Regions from separate parts of the Mus musculus genome. Here region 2 is linked to region 1. Evidence: chromatin contacts called from public Hi-C data. All regions are on one chromosome and are shown on one strand. The core of a region is the stretch at or near the end of the contact, and the rest is flanking DNA. Distances in the headings are between cores, read along the strand shown. Region 1 has its middle 10 kb from the start of Gm30687. Region 2 overlaps Gm30687 (a long non-coding RNA gene).

Region 1 (4,825 bases), core at 1,249-3,748:
TGGAGGAATGTGTAGGAAGGAGTGGGTGGCTTGAATCTCAGATGCCTGTCTAATGACCATCCCCACCCCGATCTTTTGTAAGTGAACACCAATAGGCTTAATCTTGAGGGTCTCTTGTGGGTAGTCACCGCTGCTCTCGTTGAGATGGTGATGTCTGTTGTGCTCAGAAAACAGTGTTCTATAGCAGCAAGTGATGTTGAAATCAATTACCAAGTTCCAATTTCCCAGACTGAGACTCAGTGTGTCAGTGACTTTTCTCATCATTATTGTTGTAGTATTTGAGGTTTCAGTTCATCACGGTGGAGAGAGCAGGTATGGTGAAGGATACAGAGGATGGCTGGTCACATTGTGTGTGTAGTCAGGAAGCAATTGGAGATCAGTGCTGATGTTCCACCCTCTTTCTTGATTCTAAGCAGTTTGGGCCTCAAGCTTGTGCAATGGTTCCATCCGTATATTGAATGTATTTTACCATCAGTTAAACTGTTCTGAAAACAATCACCCAGGAGTGTGTGCCCATAATGAGTCTAAATTCTATCAAATTGATAATCAAGATTAACCCTTAATATCACACCTAGAGATAGATAATGCCCTTCAATAAACAGGGAAATAGGCAAGAATGAGGCCATAGTAAGGCTGGAGTAGTTTACTTAGGATCCATGCACTTCCTTAGGCTCCCATGAAGCTCTGAACCAAACTAAGTGTCTTGGGGTGAGAAGCCCTCTGTGGGTACTACTGGAGAAGGACAAACTAATACTCCTTTTCAAGATCTAAAATGAATCCTCCTTTGGGTGGGCCTGAGGGGCTGGAGTTGCATCCCCTGTGAGACTGGCAGCCAGAAGAGAAGTTCTTTATAATAAGGATAAGACAGAAAATAGCCAGGCAGTTTTAGGGTAAAGACTCAAAAATGAAGGGTTGTTTGTTTGTTTCTTTGTTTTTCCTCTATTTTCCAGCCTGGATGGCCAGCCTTGTTTTGGCCAGAGGATAAAGATGCCAGAAATATTTAAGACAAAACGCCTTTGCTTCTGCCCTAGCCAGAGGTGAGGGATGCCAGAAGCAAGGTTTTCCCTTATCTCTTCCCCCTAAAGGAGTCCCTCTTTCCTGGGAACCACACTGAGTATGTGACTGAACCTGTAGGGCAACTGGACACCTGAAATGGAAACTGGACTGACCAGCTCATCCCTTCTCCAGCAAAGCTGGCCACGTCTTATTAACTCCAAGATCCATAATCCATGAACTTCATAACCTGGAGGCCACTGGTCAGTGAAAGTTTACATGACAATGTTCATTAAGCACCTTGGCTTCTGACTTCAAAGTACATCCAAGAGCCAAGAAAGGTCCTGTCATTTTCATAAACACTGGATATCCACGTTATCACTTGTAGGACACACAATCGTCTGTGTGGCATCCTCTGTAACCCCACAGTTTTAAACTGTCAGCAGAATCAAGCTTTCCATTTGCCTGGGTTTTGGTAGTCATAACTCCTAAAGAAGGTTAGAGTATAAACTTTATTTGTGCCATTCCATGCACGTTAGCTATTGAAAGCCTACTGTGTTGGTTGGATAGGGACATCATAAGGATTTTGTACAATCCTGTTATTACAAAAAGTAATATTTTTTAAATTAGTTGGTTATTTTATTTGGGGGATGAGAATCAGATGAATCAGGATAGGGAAAACAGCAGTTCTCATCTGTATGACAGTGACTTCGTCTCTGTGTATTTATTTATAATGGTCAGGGGGCAGAGCTTATAGAATCCTGTCTTACACCAAAGGGAGAGAGAGAGCTGAGAACATTTTTATTTTAACACTCATTCTTCATCATTTCCCTGGGGGCATTTTCATTTCAAATGGTTCATTCCTCTCAGAGCCCCCGTGTCGCCTTAGAAAAAGCATTCACCTTGGGGGTGGAGAGACTCTGCACTGAATCTGATGCAACTCTTTTTCTGGCCATGGAATTTTTAAATGAACTCAGAGGATGGATGGTATTTTGCATTTTATTACCTTATGTTCCACATTTCATGCATAATCCAAATCTCTAAAATGTATTTGCGGTAAAGCACCCTTCCTACATGGAGTGTCCTTGAATAGCACCGAGTGTGCCATCAGGGTTCTAATGCGTGTATCTGAGGCCAAGTCTGAAAGCCAAGAGGAGTCACAGTAGTATTACTGTACGCAAGGATAGACTCTTAGTTGGATTTTATCATAATTTTAGTTAAAAATATGGTCAGACTAATCAAAATCCATATTCTTCATTGCTCTAATGCATCTTTTCTGTCTGTCGCCCCTTTCCATGAGACGCTGACCTGCACTACTTCTGTTCCTGGGCTGCTTGGCCCAGGCTTCTTATAACCATGAGGACAGGCAAAGACCTAACACAAATGGAGTGCGGGGGCTGCCTAGGGGATGGGAAAGCGATTTCTGTCACGGAAGATCACCATTTGTCTTCTTATACCTCTGACTCAGCTGTCAGTCTCACATGATCTCTGGTCAGTGGACAGACAGGGAAAGTGGGGCCCAGCACACTCTTGTGGGGAGCTCTTAGCTTCCTTGGTGCTAACTCTACAGGAAGTGATAAATCTCCAAAGTATTTTTAATGCTTGTAATGGAAGAAAAAACACTTCAGCAGATTTTTTGAGAGACACAGCTTGTGAACTAGAATCTAACATAGCTCACTGGGGCTGTAAGGCCTCTCTGCTTTTCTCTAGGCGGCAGGGCACTTTGGGGTGGAATGGAACCTTCACTAAGCATCTCACAGTGAGCTCTGGACTCATGGTGCTCTGGGCTCACAGTGCTCTGGGCTCACAGTGTGTGCTGTCTGGGTTTCAGAGCTCTGGGTTCACAGTGCTGTCTGGACACTGGGATTTTGTTGCAAATGAGTCTGTTTGGCAGACAGTGTTGTTAGCTTTGGCGTTATGCCTCATAAGAAGCCTTATTTTCATGGAAAAATCAATTTATTGACTTACAAAAATGTTCTTGAATCTGGCATCATATTTTGTCACGTCTTCTGTTTTAATTGTAGAAGAAAGTATGTCCCTTCCCCGCCCCCTGAGGGCTGGAGATCAAGTCCAGAAAATGTCTGCCAATTAGACAAATTCTTTTTACTATCTCTAGCCCACCTAGAATTGTTCAGTCTATGTTTCTCAGTGATTGACTTGAAATATACTTAGTCATCTACTCTTTACATTGGCCTCCTTTATGAACAGGTTTACAGCTAAGGCATGCTAACTTTAACCCTCATTTGTTCCCTGCCCCCTGAGACATTTTACACAGATTTTATACTTTAGGGATTATTAATTTCTTTTATAGATTCATCTATTATTTTATCCATTTTAAATATCCTTTAATTTTGTATCTAGGAAAGATCAGCTCCTTCATACTATCTAACTTCACCATTCGCTTCTCTAGCCAACAGCAATGAATTTTATTATTTCTACATGGCTTTAGACTAGGGCATTTGCATTCTAGTCTACAACAAAAAATTTTCATATTTGTTTTTTAAATTCTGAGGCTAAGCGGATTTTCTGTTCACAGTCAGGCTTTTGCTCTGGAAAGCAGAAGCACTTTTTCTTACAAATTTTTAAGAGCCTCAGCAAACGTACATCTATTTCATGTTGCAAAAGGTCTGTTTTCTGTCTTTACATCTAATCTATGTGTTGACTAGACACATAAATCTCCGTTTGCTCTTTCTTTGAGGACTTTATAGGCATTGATTTCCTGCCTTTAGGGGACTAGTGGTAGATTTTTATGTTTTAGCACACACTTATCCAGAAACTGACCAGAAAAGTCAGCTCAGGAATTTCTCCAAGGGAAATGCAAATATGTGCCCCGCAAACCCTGGGATATGAATATTCATGGACGCTTTATCACCACTAGCCCAAGACAGGTGATGAACTAAATGTGTAACATCAGGCTGGGCGAACAAGCAGCCATGTTTTTTTTTTTTTTAATTTAATTGAACTTTTTTTTTTTGCAATTAGAGGGAATAATTCAGGGTATGTACATCAACACATATGAATTTCATGGGCATCATGTTCACAAAAGGAGGCTGACATAACAGTGGTTAAATGGGTTATTTCTCCAAAAGAAAGGGTGCTACATTAGGACTCTGAACATTTGGGAGTCAAACCTTGGTATGTAAGGCAAAACAAGAAGTGTAACTTTTGTTTTAGTGACTTTGTCCAATATACTGAATCAAATATTGTTGGATTTTTATGTTTATATTATCTGCTAAAGAAGAATATGTTGAATTATTTTTGAGACTGTTATTTGAACTCCCAGACTCCAGATATTTCCTTACCTGTATGTGCTGCAGCATGGTTGAGAGTTTTGATATTCATATAAACAAATATCAGTCACACATTATAGCATTTGTAATTTGTTAGCTGTGCTTGCCAATGGCCTTGGTTTTAACCTATTTGTTTCTATTTCTAGTGTTTCTTAGTATTTCTATTCTAAGAAAGAAGAGGTTAGGGTTCATAGTGAATAGGCAAAGTTACATCAAATCCACCAATTGAATTCATTATTCATTGTTTAAGCATTCATTACACCTCACTTTGCATTTATTAAGTAAGTGTTGGGTGTTTATCTTAGAAGTGTATATACTCCCACTAGTTTGTTTTCTTAACTTTACTGCATCTTGCTACTTTTTTATGATATGAGATAGATTTGAAAAGTTCCTATTCTTCACAAGGGAACTTAAAGTAGCCTCTGATTAGTATGTTTGCCTCTATATACTGAGTTCTTTTCTTCTAATAAGATTTCCTTTCATAAATGAAATAGAGGCTCATGGAAGACAGATCTTGGAGAAAAAAGGGACATACAGTAGAT
Region 2 (4,825 bases), core at 807-3,306, 130 kb before region 1:
ATAAATAAAATAAAATCCTAATTTTCCAATTTTTTTTTTGCAATCACTTCCTATGATCCGGAAATGGGTGTGCTGGATGACTGCACCTCTTACAGACTTAAGGACCATTGAATCTCAGAAGCTGTCAGAAATACATCTTAACATTTCAGACTTACACAATGTTTTTCTTTCTAAGCCTCGAACTCTTTGTAAAATGGAGGGTGAAGGAGAATTCAGAACCAAACTGTCTGAGAAGCAGATAGGCTGATAAGCAATGTGAAGGAATTGGAACATTGCAGGATCAGAGCCTAAATATAATTTATCATGGTCTATGTCTAGTCTGAATAGCCATTCCTTGCCTACCTTAGAGTTATCAGGCTTTGGATTTTTGATGAACAAAGAAGGAAAGGTAAGGAAAAACACAACACATTTTAGACATATGGGAAGAAAGTTAAAGGACAAAATTTATACCTGTTTATGCAACAAACATAAATCTTATCTCAAAGAGGATAAGAGTTTATCCTGGAGCCAAATATGGGCAACCATGGCCCTGGAAACACAGATTCAGTTTACCCCAAATCTTCATGTTCTCAGATGAGAGCAGTTTCCTGGAGTTGTAGTCGTTGCACAACAAAAACATCCTAAATCAAGACATTTTTTAAATACAAATATATTGATGGGCACATCAGGTGGGTGGGTTAGCCAAAGCAGAAAAGACTCAGGCATGGGTGCTAGCTAACAGCATTCTTAGCTCTTTGGTTGGTGGAAACTCGGAGTTGGCTCATACATTCTAAAGGAGTTCTTTGTCAGTTGCAGCATGTTTGGTGGTTCCTGCCGGCATTCCCATCATTTGAAAGGCAGAGGCAGGCAGGTGGCTTTCTGTTACCCATCAGCCTGAGTTACTTATTGAGACCGTGGCAACAACATGACATTTAAAGCTGACAAACATGCGAAAAAAAGTCAAAATAGCAGAATACATTGTTCTATACCAACCAGATAAAATTGTACACACCACAACCACTATATGAGTAACTAGTAACCACAGTATTTTAATATTTTATGAACTTTTATTGGTCCTTAAGTTTTTTTAGAACTTCTCTTCTCACTTTTTTTTTTTTTTTTACCTATATTGCATTTAGGCAGATAAGATACTTGGCTTTGAGTGCAATCAGCATGGTCATTATAATATATACTATGTACCTTCTGTAGCTGGAGGAAAAAAAATCTGAGACAGTTTATGAAGAGAAAAAGGTTACTATGGCCCACTTTCGGGTGTGTAGGTTTGTGACTGGTTGGCCCTGTTACTCTGGACAGTAGCAGTATGTCATGGCAAGAAGATGTGGTAGAGCCAACCACTCACTTCATGTCTGAGAAGCCAAAGGGCTATGAAGAGGCTGATGCTCCATTGTATATAACAGCCTTCAGGCGAGATTCCCTCAGTGACCTGAAGACATGCGCATGCGCCCCACCTTCTCAGGTTTCCATCACCTCTCCAGTGTGCCTAGCTGGGGACCAACTCTTAAACCAGTGCCTTTGGTGGATACTAAAGACAAGCTAGTACATAGTCTTCTTTTGATGTTGTAAGAAACCATGGGAAATTTATTGTCTTAGATTTAGAATCAAGATATTGGCAAGACTGTATTCCTTGTGGCCTCAGAGAAAATCCAATTTCTTGGTTTATTTCAGCTTCTCTAGGTTATCTTCAGTTGCTTATCCAAGGGAAAAAATTTTCCATGTTAAAGTCAATAGAAGAAAAAATTCAAACCATCCTCTTCTGTCTCTCACTGATACATCATTAATTTAATCAGATTTTCAAATGTGTGTGTGTGTGTGTGTGTGTGTGTGTGTGTGTGTGTGTGTGTGTGTGGCGTGCAGTGAGATGACCCAGTGGATAAAACTGTTGCTGCACAAACCAGATGACCTGTGTTTGATTCCCAGATACTACAGGGGAATAAAAAAGTCAACTAATGGAACACACATGTGTCCTCACAGATAACAACAACAACAGCAGTAGCAAATGATAACAATAATAGCATACCGAGACCTGATTCTAGTTAGCAGCTTACTGGTTGGTAATAAGAGATTGTTGGTATAATGGACATTCCTTTTGAGGGCGTTTTCCCTAAACAATCGTTTTAGATGAGGACATTACCCTCTCACAGGCAGATTATTCTCTCCAGATACAGCTGGTAAACCTCCAATGGCAAAATGTTCCGGAGTAACTTGAAATACTTGAGTTGAAAATCTGAGCTTCACCCCAGTCCAGCCAGATGTCTTTATTCTTCCCCAGGGTCCTGAGTCAAAACTTGCAGATGTTTTTAGTGATTACCAATCCTTTTAATCACAACAATACACCTAGTGTTTCTTTATATCAGTTCTGTTGCCAAAAGAAATTAGCTACTATTAGGGCTGCAGAGGAAAAGGAATTCTCTGCTATGACTTTAAAAGAGAACCTCACGGTGACCATTTATTTTCTGTAAACTAGTCGGTGCACTCAGAAGAATTTATCCACATTACTGTTCATGTTCAGCTACTTTCTGGGCCAACAAAGGATTCCATGATAACTATCTTGAAATCATTTGATTGACAGTATTATCACGGCAAGTGCCAGCCTAACCACATTCTGTTTTCCTTTTGCCTAAGACCTTAATGCACCTACTGTGTTAAAGCCTCCAGACAGGATCCAAGGCAAATTCACACCTGCGGTTGCTATGTTGATTAGGAGCTTGTTAGAGAGGAAATATCAAGACCCACTACAGACATGCCGAATGAGACTGTCTCCTAATGTGGCTCATGGGTTTATAGATGATCCCGAGGCATGATAAATTTGGAGGAATGGGGCCTACTTTTAGGGCTAAATGAGCTGAGGCAGCAATTCCCAACCTGTGGGCTGTAACTCCTTGGCAAGCTTTTATCTCCCCAAATATTTACATTATGATTCATAACAGCAGCAAAATTATACTTTTAAGTAGCAATGAAATAATTTTATGGCTGGGGTCACCACAACTTGAGCAACTGTATTAAAGTGTCACAGTATTAGGAAGGTTGAGAATCACTGAGCTAAGGGGATATGTTGCTAGTGTTACTCTGTAAGAATTGGAATCCAGAGTTCTGTGGAAGAACTGGGGCATGCTGTATTAGAGTCTCTATGATCAGAGGAAGTTCTCCATAAACTTGAGATCCAGGCTTCCAAGTCTGAGAACTCTCTGAATGGCATTGGTATCTCCAGGGAAGGAGGAGAGAATGAGGCCAGTTCTACAGAGGTTGGCAAAACTGCAAACTGATTGAGCTTCAGGGTGGGGAAGTGCTTTCGCCATAAGATAAAGAAAGTTGGCTGGGATGATGCTCACAGGAACAGCAAACAAATAAATCTCTCTGCAGATGTTCTTTCTTCCCAGTGCTCTGTGTTGTGGAATGCTAATGCACACATTCAGCATTGCCAAAAAACCCAGTGTGGAAGGAAGGGTGAGTCAGAAACTGAGAGGCAATGCCCTCACCAGTGGCCCAGCTACACATTTCTTGCCTAAGAAGTAACATAAAATGATTTTAGATAGAAAATCAATTTTGAAAAGATGGTTTCCTACTAACCTCCCAATGTAGTAGTTATTAAAAACAGTTAAATTTCTCTTTTTTGGGGGGGTGGGGGGTGAGGCAAAGTGAAGTCAGACTACACTGGGCTTAGTATTCCCCAAAACCAAAAATGTCTCCTGTCCTCAATCCCACAAAACAAAAATGTTCAGAGATTTGGGCATTTTAATTAATGTGCACCCTAACGCTACATCTCATGCTGTCACTATTAGTCATCTGTATAAATTATGTTTTAAAAAATGAAAAGGGTAAAGCATTCTTTATCCAACATTGTAGGAACCAGAAGTGTTTGGGATTTCAGGCTTTCTTCTCTGACTTTAGAATATTTTTCTATTTCTACTGAGATATGTTGGGGGTAGGATCTGAATGTGAACATTAAATCTAATGTGCCCCATAGATACTCTGTGCACATAGCCTAAAAATAATTTTAGAGTTTTCTTCGAAAATTTGTGTTGAAACAAAGCTCTGTAGTGATCATTTTTACCTTGCATCTTCATGTCAGTGTTTAAAAAGTTTTGTGCTTTCGAACATTTCCAATTTCAAGTTTCTATGTTAGGGAGGCTCCTCACGCATAGCTAAATAAAACACAAAATTAATGTGAAGCAGAAGCTTATAGAACTCTGTAACTGCCAGCTGGACTTATAGACCTTTGTAACTGCCATCTTGACTTATAGAACTCTGTAACTGCTAGCTTGACTTCATCTGTTTGGACCACTGGAAGGGTTTCGATGTTCTTATTGATTTTAATAAGCAAATGGCATAAATTTTTACATGTGAGTAAATTTGGTAGTAAAATATTAAGAGCACGGCAGATGGTCGTCCTGTGGAGCATATCCAGCAACATAACTTCTCTAGTGATTGGCCGTTACACACACTACTTAATCCTGGTACAAATTCTTCAGTGGAGGAGAAATATCAGGCTTGGAAACAGCCCAGTGCTCACTACCCCTTTGTGGTAGCTGGGAGAAATCAGAAAGATTTTTTTTTCCTTATAAAATTCTCCAGTGAAAAGGATCTGGCTTGCTGAGGCCTTGGGATGCTCAGGAGATAGTTTCTTACACTTTATTTTCAAATAGCTTCTCAGGGTTTGGTTTGGATGTACAATCTAAGTTTATTTGAACCACCCAAAGACAGATATATATGAACATTTATCTGTCATTTTGCAATCAAGGGAGAAATGAGCTACAGATTTTCTATTTTCTTTGCCAGAGGCAGTGACTGTACTAGCAACATAAACACAGATGTGAGGAGCCGTTCC

What was found. Hi-C and Micro-C count contacts between places; a contact is called where the count stands out from the background.
Region 2: a Hi-C map of embryonic fibroblasts shows a contact between it and region 1, with 2.2 times the contacts expected there. The contact joins two enhancer-like sites. A contact is called at or near these places in 1 of 39 promoter capture datasets (the 3T3-L1 cell line) and 3 of 484 Hi-C or Micro-C datasets (cerebral cortex, cortical neurons and embryonic fibroblasts).

The regions. Positions count from the first base shown.
Region 1 is chr12:58,424,179-58,429,003 of GRCm38.p6, reverse strand. No RefSeq gene overlaps it. Among named protein-coding and RNA genes, the nearest start is that of Gm30687, 10 kb to the left of the region's middle. Within about 2 kb of position 2,498, at least 22 of the 459 cell types and tissues checked have an H3K27ac peak or open chromatin away from gene starts, as enhancers often do.
Region 2 is chr12:58,554,807-58,559,631 of GRCm38.p6, reverse strand. The region is part of intron 1 of Gm30687 (a long non-coding RNA gene); the gene reads right to left. Among named protein-coding and RNA genes, the nearest start is that of Gm40427, 39 kb to the right of the region's middle. Within about 2 kb of position 2,056, at least 29 of the 459 cell types and tissues checked have an H3K27ac peak or open chromatin away from gene starts, as enhancers often do.